2 separate regions of the Gossypium hirsutum genome follow, and region 1 is linked to region 2. Evidence: chromatin contacts called from public Hi-C data. All regions are on one chromosome and are shown on one strand. Each heading gives the region's core, a stretch centred on a gene start, on an enhancer-like site or on the middle of the called end of the contact. The rest is flanking DNA. Distances are from core to core; before and after follow the strand shown. Region 1 holds the start of LOC107913328 (UTP--glucose-1-phosphate uridylyltransferase). Region 2 holds the start of LOC107913323.

Region 1 (3,760 bases), core at 662-3,161, 140 kb after region 2:
ACTTCACCACAACAAGCTTATCCAAAAGCTGCTTAGAGTCAGCAATATCTGCTTCAAGACAGAAAGAATCCAAACAAATTATACAAGCTGAACTCTAATGTACTGTTATATTTTTCTTGATGCTATATTTGGAATACAATAAATTCACACGTAAAAGAATAATGAGAAAATATTACCACAAGACATAGGTGCTAAGTTATCATAAGGAACAACAAGCACTTCATCACTTGCACTGCCTTTGCTCTCACTTGTGCTCTCTACTTGGTCCCTTTAATCAAATATTGAATTTCAAGTAAACCAGACAATTGGAAATAGTTCCAATACAAAAACAAAGAACAGAAGAAACAATGCAACAGCAAACCATGAAAACTCAACTCGTATAAAATAGACAAACTTCAGAGCAAGAATTCCAGACAGAGACTACAAAATAAGAAATAAACCTATCATTCTGCACAATTATCAGAAGTAAACCGATAAGAACTGGGAAAAGGATATTCTCTCTATACTAAGATCCTCAATCAAGCTACTTAAGCAAGGAACCACTTAGTAATAACTCAAGATTCTGTCATCTAGATATCGAGAAACTCATGTCTAAACCTATCATTCTGCACAATTATCAGAAGTAAACCGATAAGAACTGGGAAAAGGATATTCTCTCTATACTAAGATCCTCAATCAAGCTACTTAAGCAAGGAACCACTTAGTAATAACTCAAGATTCTGTCATCTAGATATCGAGAAACTCATGTCCACAACTCAAAATCACTCTTAAATCATCCATCAAGCACATCCAATCTTACAACAATTACTGCCAACAAACTTAGCCGGTCTCTTATTTCCTCTCTAGTTAAATCAATAAAATCAGCATCCAATGCACACCTTATAACCTACGATTTTTATATACAATTTCGGTCACAGCAACCACAGTTCAGATATAAAAACCCACCCTAACCCCCAAAATTAGAAAAAAAAAAGAAAAGAAAGAATCCATCCTATCAAAACATTCAAATCTCAAACCCAGAAAAAGAAACTTTAAAAATATAATAAAAACATACTTGATTGTAGCCTTCTTCCCAGTCCCCTTTGCTCCGTCTTTTTTCTTCTCCAACATAAGACATTTAGTTATCATGTTACATATCAAGTAAACGAACTGAACAGAATCATTGGCCGGTATTGGATAAGTAACCTTCTTATAATACTCCCACGGGATACCGGAATCAACCAAGGCAACAATCGGGATCCCCAACCTTTCCGCTTCCAAAAAGACGGAACTTTTCCTCTCAGTGTCGAAAATCACAACACAATCCGGCATTTTAGTTGGCGCGAAAACCAATTTCTTGTGCCTAGACCGAAACTTCTTAGGACTACAACTGTTGGTCAAAAAGCCACGCATCTTCCAAAGGCTACTAGCCCTTTCAGGGCTTAAGCTGGTGACTCTGGAGGTCATCTCGTCGATTATGGGTTGGAACAGAGGGTTAGTGTTGATGAAGAGGAAAGAGGAAGAAGGATCACGAGAGAGGCAGGAAAGGAAGTTGAGAGCATTGCGGAGACAGATTAGGGTCTTGTCGGAATCGATAATGGATTGTCTATTTCGGAAGCCGTAGGTGAACTGTTTGAAGTGGTGGGTTGTTACTTGTCGGCCGATGTGAGCATTTGTTGTTAAGAGTTTTTGGATTACAACCGAATGGATTGTCATTTTTTTCTTATTTCTCTAAGGAAAATAAAATTGGCAGGGGAAACTAAGGTTTGATGGGTGAATTGAATCTACCCCAAAAGCTTTAACTTTGGTGAAGCATTTTGAGTTCAGAGATTTTGGGATTTAGGGTTTAAGAGGGGATTTCCAGATTTAAGGAAAGCTTATATACGAACAATTTGCTATTTGAGTTTAGGTAGCGGGATATTTGGATCGGTTCGGGTCCAGTTGAATCAACCCTTTAAAACTAAAAAGAAAGGTTAATATTTCCGCTATTCAATTTTATTTTTTTTATCATTATTACAGATTTCAAAATTAGCATAATAATAATTTTAATTTTTAATATTTATAAATTATGCGAATTTAATTTTAGATTCTAAAAAATTCAACCATTAACATTTAATTTATTTTTTTAACAATTTTGTTTTTCTTTATAACATTAAGGGTTTATTCATAAAAAAATGAGAAAAGAAAAAATCATTATATCATATTTTTTGGTGTTTCAAATTTTCTTTTATATTTTCAATCAAATTTAGTTGAGAAGTTTGTCTTTTTAGCTTTTTAGGTGAAAATGGTTAAAAAGAAAAGCAAAATTGCAAAAAAAAAAATTAAATTACACAATGTGTAAATGTTGAGGGCTAGATTTTTTTAAAATCGAGACTAATTTGGCACAATGTATAAATATTGAGGGTTTAAGTTGTTATTATGTCAATTTTAAAAGTTGTCACCGTTAACGAACTGGTGACAAAAAAAATACTAATAATTAGGTAACTATTAATATAGATTCCCAAAAGAAAATTGTTATTTTTACATACAAGCAATAAAATAAATTACAGAGCCAATCATCCATGTTTTCATTTTGATAATAAAAAATAAATTAAATTCAAATATAGCACCATCGTTAGATAAGTTTTTTTTTTAAGTTTTGGTCACTGTTGTTAGATTTTTTTTTTCATTTTAGTATCTCATCATTAATGTGGCTAATGACACTGTTATTGTACACTTATTTTAGTCTCTCAACTTTAATAATTTTTCATTTTGGTCCCTCATTTTACCTTTTTAATTTCCTTTAAGTTTTTTTTCAATTTTTAAGATTAAATTTTATTTTTTTCGGTAAAAGGGGAAAACCTAGCTTGTTACAAGAATTATCGAATATTTATAAGGGAAAACTTGGATTTTAAGGGAAAACGATTTTATCTTCTTTTTTTTTAATTTTATTATCTATTCCTTATTTATAATTAATTTTAGTGTTTTTTTTTCAAGCAAAAACGGAAAACCTAAATTTTTACAAAGAAAATTTAAGGGTAAGTTTAGGCATCACAAAGTGATTGGATAGTAATATAATTACTAAGGTAGTAATTACATTCTCTTGTAATTATAAGGAATTCTAATTCTCTAGATATGTTTGACTAATAGAATGTAATTATATCGTAATTTTATATGTCATATTTGATAATTTAAATGATAATTACACAACTAAGTAATTTTAAATTCTAAAAAATATTAATTATTACAGAAGTTATCAATAATATTTAAGAAAAAAATATTTAAACAAATAAAAAATCCTAAAACCAAACAATCATATATGATACGATAGTCCAAAAGTATTTGACAATACGATCTCTAATAAATTAACAAGAAAAATAAACATGCCAAGCAATTTTACCAAATTACTCTAACATTCAATATTTGTTGAGGTATTCTCTCTCTAACATTAAATATATACTCACTGTTATCATCGATTGATCATTGACCAAGTATAAATAATTAATAATAAATAATATGTAAATTAGTTAAATTTAGTATAAATAATTAATAATAAATACTATGTAAATTAATTAACTATTTAGTAGGTCAACATATAGGAAATTATCTATTATTAACAAAAATTTTAAATTATTTAAACGAAATTAGTAAAATAACAAATATTTTTAAATATGCATATATCCTTAAATTAAAATACTATTATTGTATAAAAATAACTTTTCAAACTTAAATCATGTATGGACATGTTTGAAAAGTCATAAGCTAATTGGATTTTAGTGTACTTGTTTGTAATTGCCCACTT
Region 2 (3,814 bases), core at 663-3,162:
GGTGTGGCTTCGGGCGAGGACACTAAGGGAATAGATGTTGTTTGCACAGGGAAACCTCGGAGTCGTATCTCACATGAACATGGTGAAGAGAATGCACGGATTCCAGTTTTCGAAGATTTCAGGGCTGATCCAGGAATCCTCAGACCCAAAGAGCCTATTGACAACCTGATGAAAGCCTGAGGATCCATTTTTGTCATAAATATTTCCCCATTGTATAAACAGCTTTTGATTATGGCAACTCAACCCTGTCATTTCAGCAGTCAATAATATAATTAGATCACAAAAAACAAATTAAGATCTTCACATGTTGATAGCTTGAAATAAGATAATTTTCATTTACATATAACATTCAATTAAGGTTATTTTCACACTAGAAAGGTAAATAATATTTACTACATTTTTTCAGCAGCGATAAATGAACAGATCAGTTTATCGCCAGATGTATTCGAGGCCATGATCAGTAGTAGTACGATATGAAGATCTTATCATAAACCTCAGTTGATCAGTTCTCTTGTTTGTCTCAACAAATTGAAAATCTATGCAAAAAATAACCTCCAGGGTCTACAAATGAATGTAAATGTCTATAAGGGATTAAGCTAAACCATATCAGCTGTTGCTTCCAAGCTAAGCAAGTCGCCTAAAGAGTTTATGCTTCTGTTAATTTTCAGATTGTTCTCCTCTAAGTTAAAAACTTTACAGTCTTCAAAGATGATTGAAATAGAACAAACAAGCTCATAGAAGACTAAGAAACAGGAAACAAGGTGATCCGTCAACTTAAAATTGATCTAAAATCTTTGCATTGTAAACGGTGCTTCTTTCATCCAAGCCACATAGAACATAGATGCAAAGGTTGAACGCGTAATCACCAAAAGAACTGAATTCCAGAGGTTTCTGTAACTAAGACCAGTCAAGAAAAATTATATATATGCCTAGAAACAGTCAAGAAAAGCTATCAGCCATCTATGATAGATTTTCCTAACTAACAGAAAAGATGCCAACCATCTATCATCAGTTTTCCTAACAAACTTTTCATTCATCATGAAAATGATTACATAAATTAAAAGAAGCCATCAACATCTTCCCTAAATATTCATCAAGTACTTAGCTATACAATCTGGTTCCTTCAAGTTTCTCTTAAAATACCCAACTGACCTTAGCTAAACCAAAAAAGTTACCATAATTAAGCTTCCATGTGAAAGACTACAGAGTTCAATAAGATCCCAACAGAAAACAACAAACTTGTTGCTTAGAATTCAAATTTCTGATCTTTTAACATACTTTTCCATCAACCAACCAAAACAAAAGCCTTGTAACTTGAACTCCAATGGAAAAACCACCAATAAATGGAATACCTATATTGAATTTTAACAAACATATGTTGGTTACTTGCAATCATAACCCCCCCCCCCGAAAAAAAAAAAAACTAAACTACAAAACCAGCTAAAAGTCTGCAGCCAATCAACTTACAAAAGTCAAATTCACTTGAACAACCCCACACACATAATCACCCTCAAAAACCAGAATTCATATTGAAGTTAAGTAGAAGAACAAAAGAAAATAAAAATAAAAAGAACCCACCTTTGAATGAAGCTTTTTCTTCATAAAAAAGCTGAAGGAAACAAATTTCCCATAAAAGAAAACATATCAAAACATTATTTCCCCCCAAAATCCTCTCTCTTTATGTTCTTTCTACTCCAAAATTTTTTTTTTAAGGAATGTAAACTTTTAATCAGTGTTGTTCAACGACGAAAAAGAAGAAGATCGAAGAAAAAGGCTTTTAAAGGGCTTTAAGGCAATCTGGGTTTTCACGTAAGGGTCTGTTTTTCACAGATCACGAGGAAATACTCTTTCTCCTTTTAATTTTTCTTTAGTTTTATTCCTTTATAAGCCCCTCTTTCTTGGGTTCATTTTTTTTCTCGAATGTGAGTATGTAAATATTATAGTAATTAAAATATTATTTTTGCATAATTGTCACGAAATGGAGGCAGAAAGTAAAGAATTTGTCTTTTTCCTACAAGTACTAAATCAATGGCGGAATAGAAGAGAAAATTATTTTAATAAAATACAATACTAAATACAAAAATATTGAGATTGTACTGAAAAAATAAAATAAAATAAAATAATTGGAGGAGAGAGAGGACGTGAATACAGCTGTAACCAACGCAAGGGTTTGGTCGATTTGCTAAGCAAAGAAGGTATCGTTTTCGGACACATATGCTTCTCAATTTTTCTTTGTATACTTTTATATTTTAATTTTTTAATTTATTTTCCAAAAACTATCCCTATATTATATTTACAAAAAGAAGACGTACAATTTCCAAATTTTCTAACTCAATTTCAAAATATTTTAAGATAAAAAAAGAATTTCTTATTTAATTAAATTACACCATTAGTTATTAAATTATGAATAGATTTTTGTTTTGGTCATTAAATTATTTAAAAATTTTCATTTAAGTCATTCGACTATTAAAATTATTGTTATATGGCTTTCTTTGTTCGCACTATGTGCATCAATTTAATTTTTTTCATTAAACTACTTTAGACATTACGAATCTGTGAATTAAAGTTTAAATAATTTTTTTTTTCGATCTCCGACACTAATAGTCAGGTTGACTTGGATCTATGTATTTTCTTCTACTCGTCGATGAATACTGATTTACCGTATTGATTGTCGAATGGTCTCTTAGAGCTTATTAGCCAAACTTAAAAAAAATAACTATCAAATCATTTAAATAAGAATTTATAAATAATTTAATGACTTAAATAAAAATTTCAAATAATTTAATAATTAAATTGTAATTTTTTAATTAAATAAGGAGAATAAGAGTTATGATTAATGATATATTTTGACTTTTTTTTTTAATTTTTGTAATGGACTAAATCATTACTTATCGATTCACCGATGGCGTAGCGACAAAAATTTTTCTTGATGTGCAACCCAGCTTAACAATACGAATTGATTATTGTTCATTTATATGTTCTTTTATTTCTATTGTTCACTTAATATTGAAAGTATACTTTATATTACTATTTGTATAGTATTAAATTCCCTTTAAAAAAATTAAATTAAAAAATTCTGCTTACAAAATAATAATTCAAATCAACCGACATAAATTAATATAAAATAAAGTTTATTCAAGACTCCTTGTGTTTCTTTACTAAATAAACCTATTTCATACGTAATAAAAATTCTTAAACTGTTTTGTGTAATTTAATTTATTTATATTTAATTTTAAAATTGTTAGACCATAATATGAATAAAGATAAATATGCTAGTTCTCAAGCACTATCAACTCTATCTAGTACACTGTAGGTAGGGGCAGAGCAAGAAAAGACCTTGATCTAAGTTAATATATGGTAAAATGGTACTTGAGCCCTCTAAATAATAAAACTTTGATTTAGTCCTTGTAAAAATAGTAAAATTATAAGTTATACAATGATAAATTTACACTTTAGCACTCATAAAATTTATAATTCAACTTTGCCTCCCCAAAAAAATTATAGCTTCGCCCTTAAATGTTGGACCACTTCTTACACCAAAAACCAATAAGAAGCAAGCTTGAGAAACAAGCATAAGACCACAAGGTATTATCCCTCTCAAATCTATCTTCTTCACTTAGCTAAGATAGTTTACTCTCTTTACAGCCATGGGTCCTTGTGTAACACTCTATACCTGACCCGGTCGCCGAGCTCGAAAATCAGGATGTCACACCATCGTCACACATCATATGCATTACAAATGGTCTCATTATTTAGCAAACATCTTCTATTATAGGTTTTGAATAGTTATAAGTCATACATACTCCAATCATCA

What was found. Hi-C and Micro-C count contacts between places; a contact is called where the count stands out from the background.
Region 1: a contact with region 2 is called in a Hi-C map of leaf, with 1.9 times the contacts expected there. The contact joins the promoter of LOC107913328 here to the promoter of LOC107913323 in region 2. A contact is called at or near these places in 2 of 34 Hi-C or Micro-C datasets (both in leaf).

What each region holds. Positions count from the first base shown.
Region 1 is chrD11:49,065,595-49,069,354 of Gossypium_hirsutum_v2.1, forward strand. LOC107913328 (UTP--glucose-1-phosphate uridylyltransferase) reads right to left here and starts at 1,912. Exons shown (of 19, transcript XM_016841881.2): 1 at 1,055-1,912; 2 at 177-268; 3 at 1-51. The coding sequence starts at 1,695.
Region 2 is chrD11:48,921,373-48,925,186 of Gossypium_hirsutum_v2.1, forward strand. LOC107913323 reads right to left here and starts at 1,913. Exons shown (of 3, transcript XM_016841872.2): 1 at 1,579-1,913; 2 at 1-245. The coding sequence starts at 197.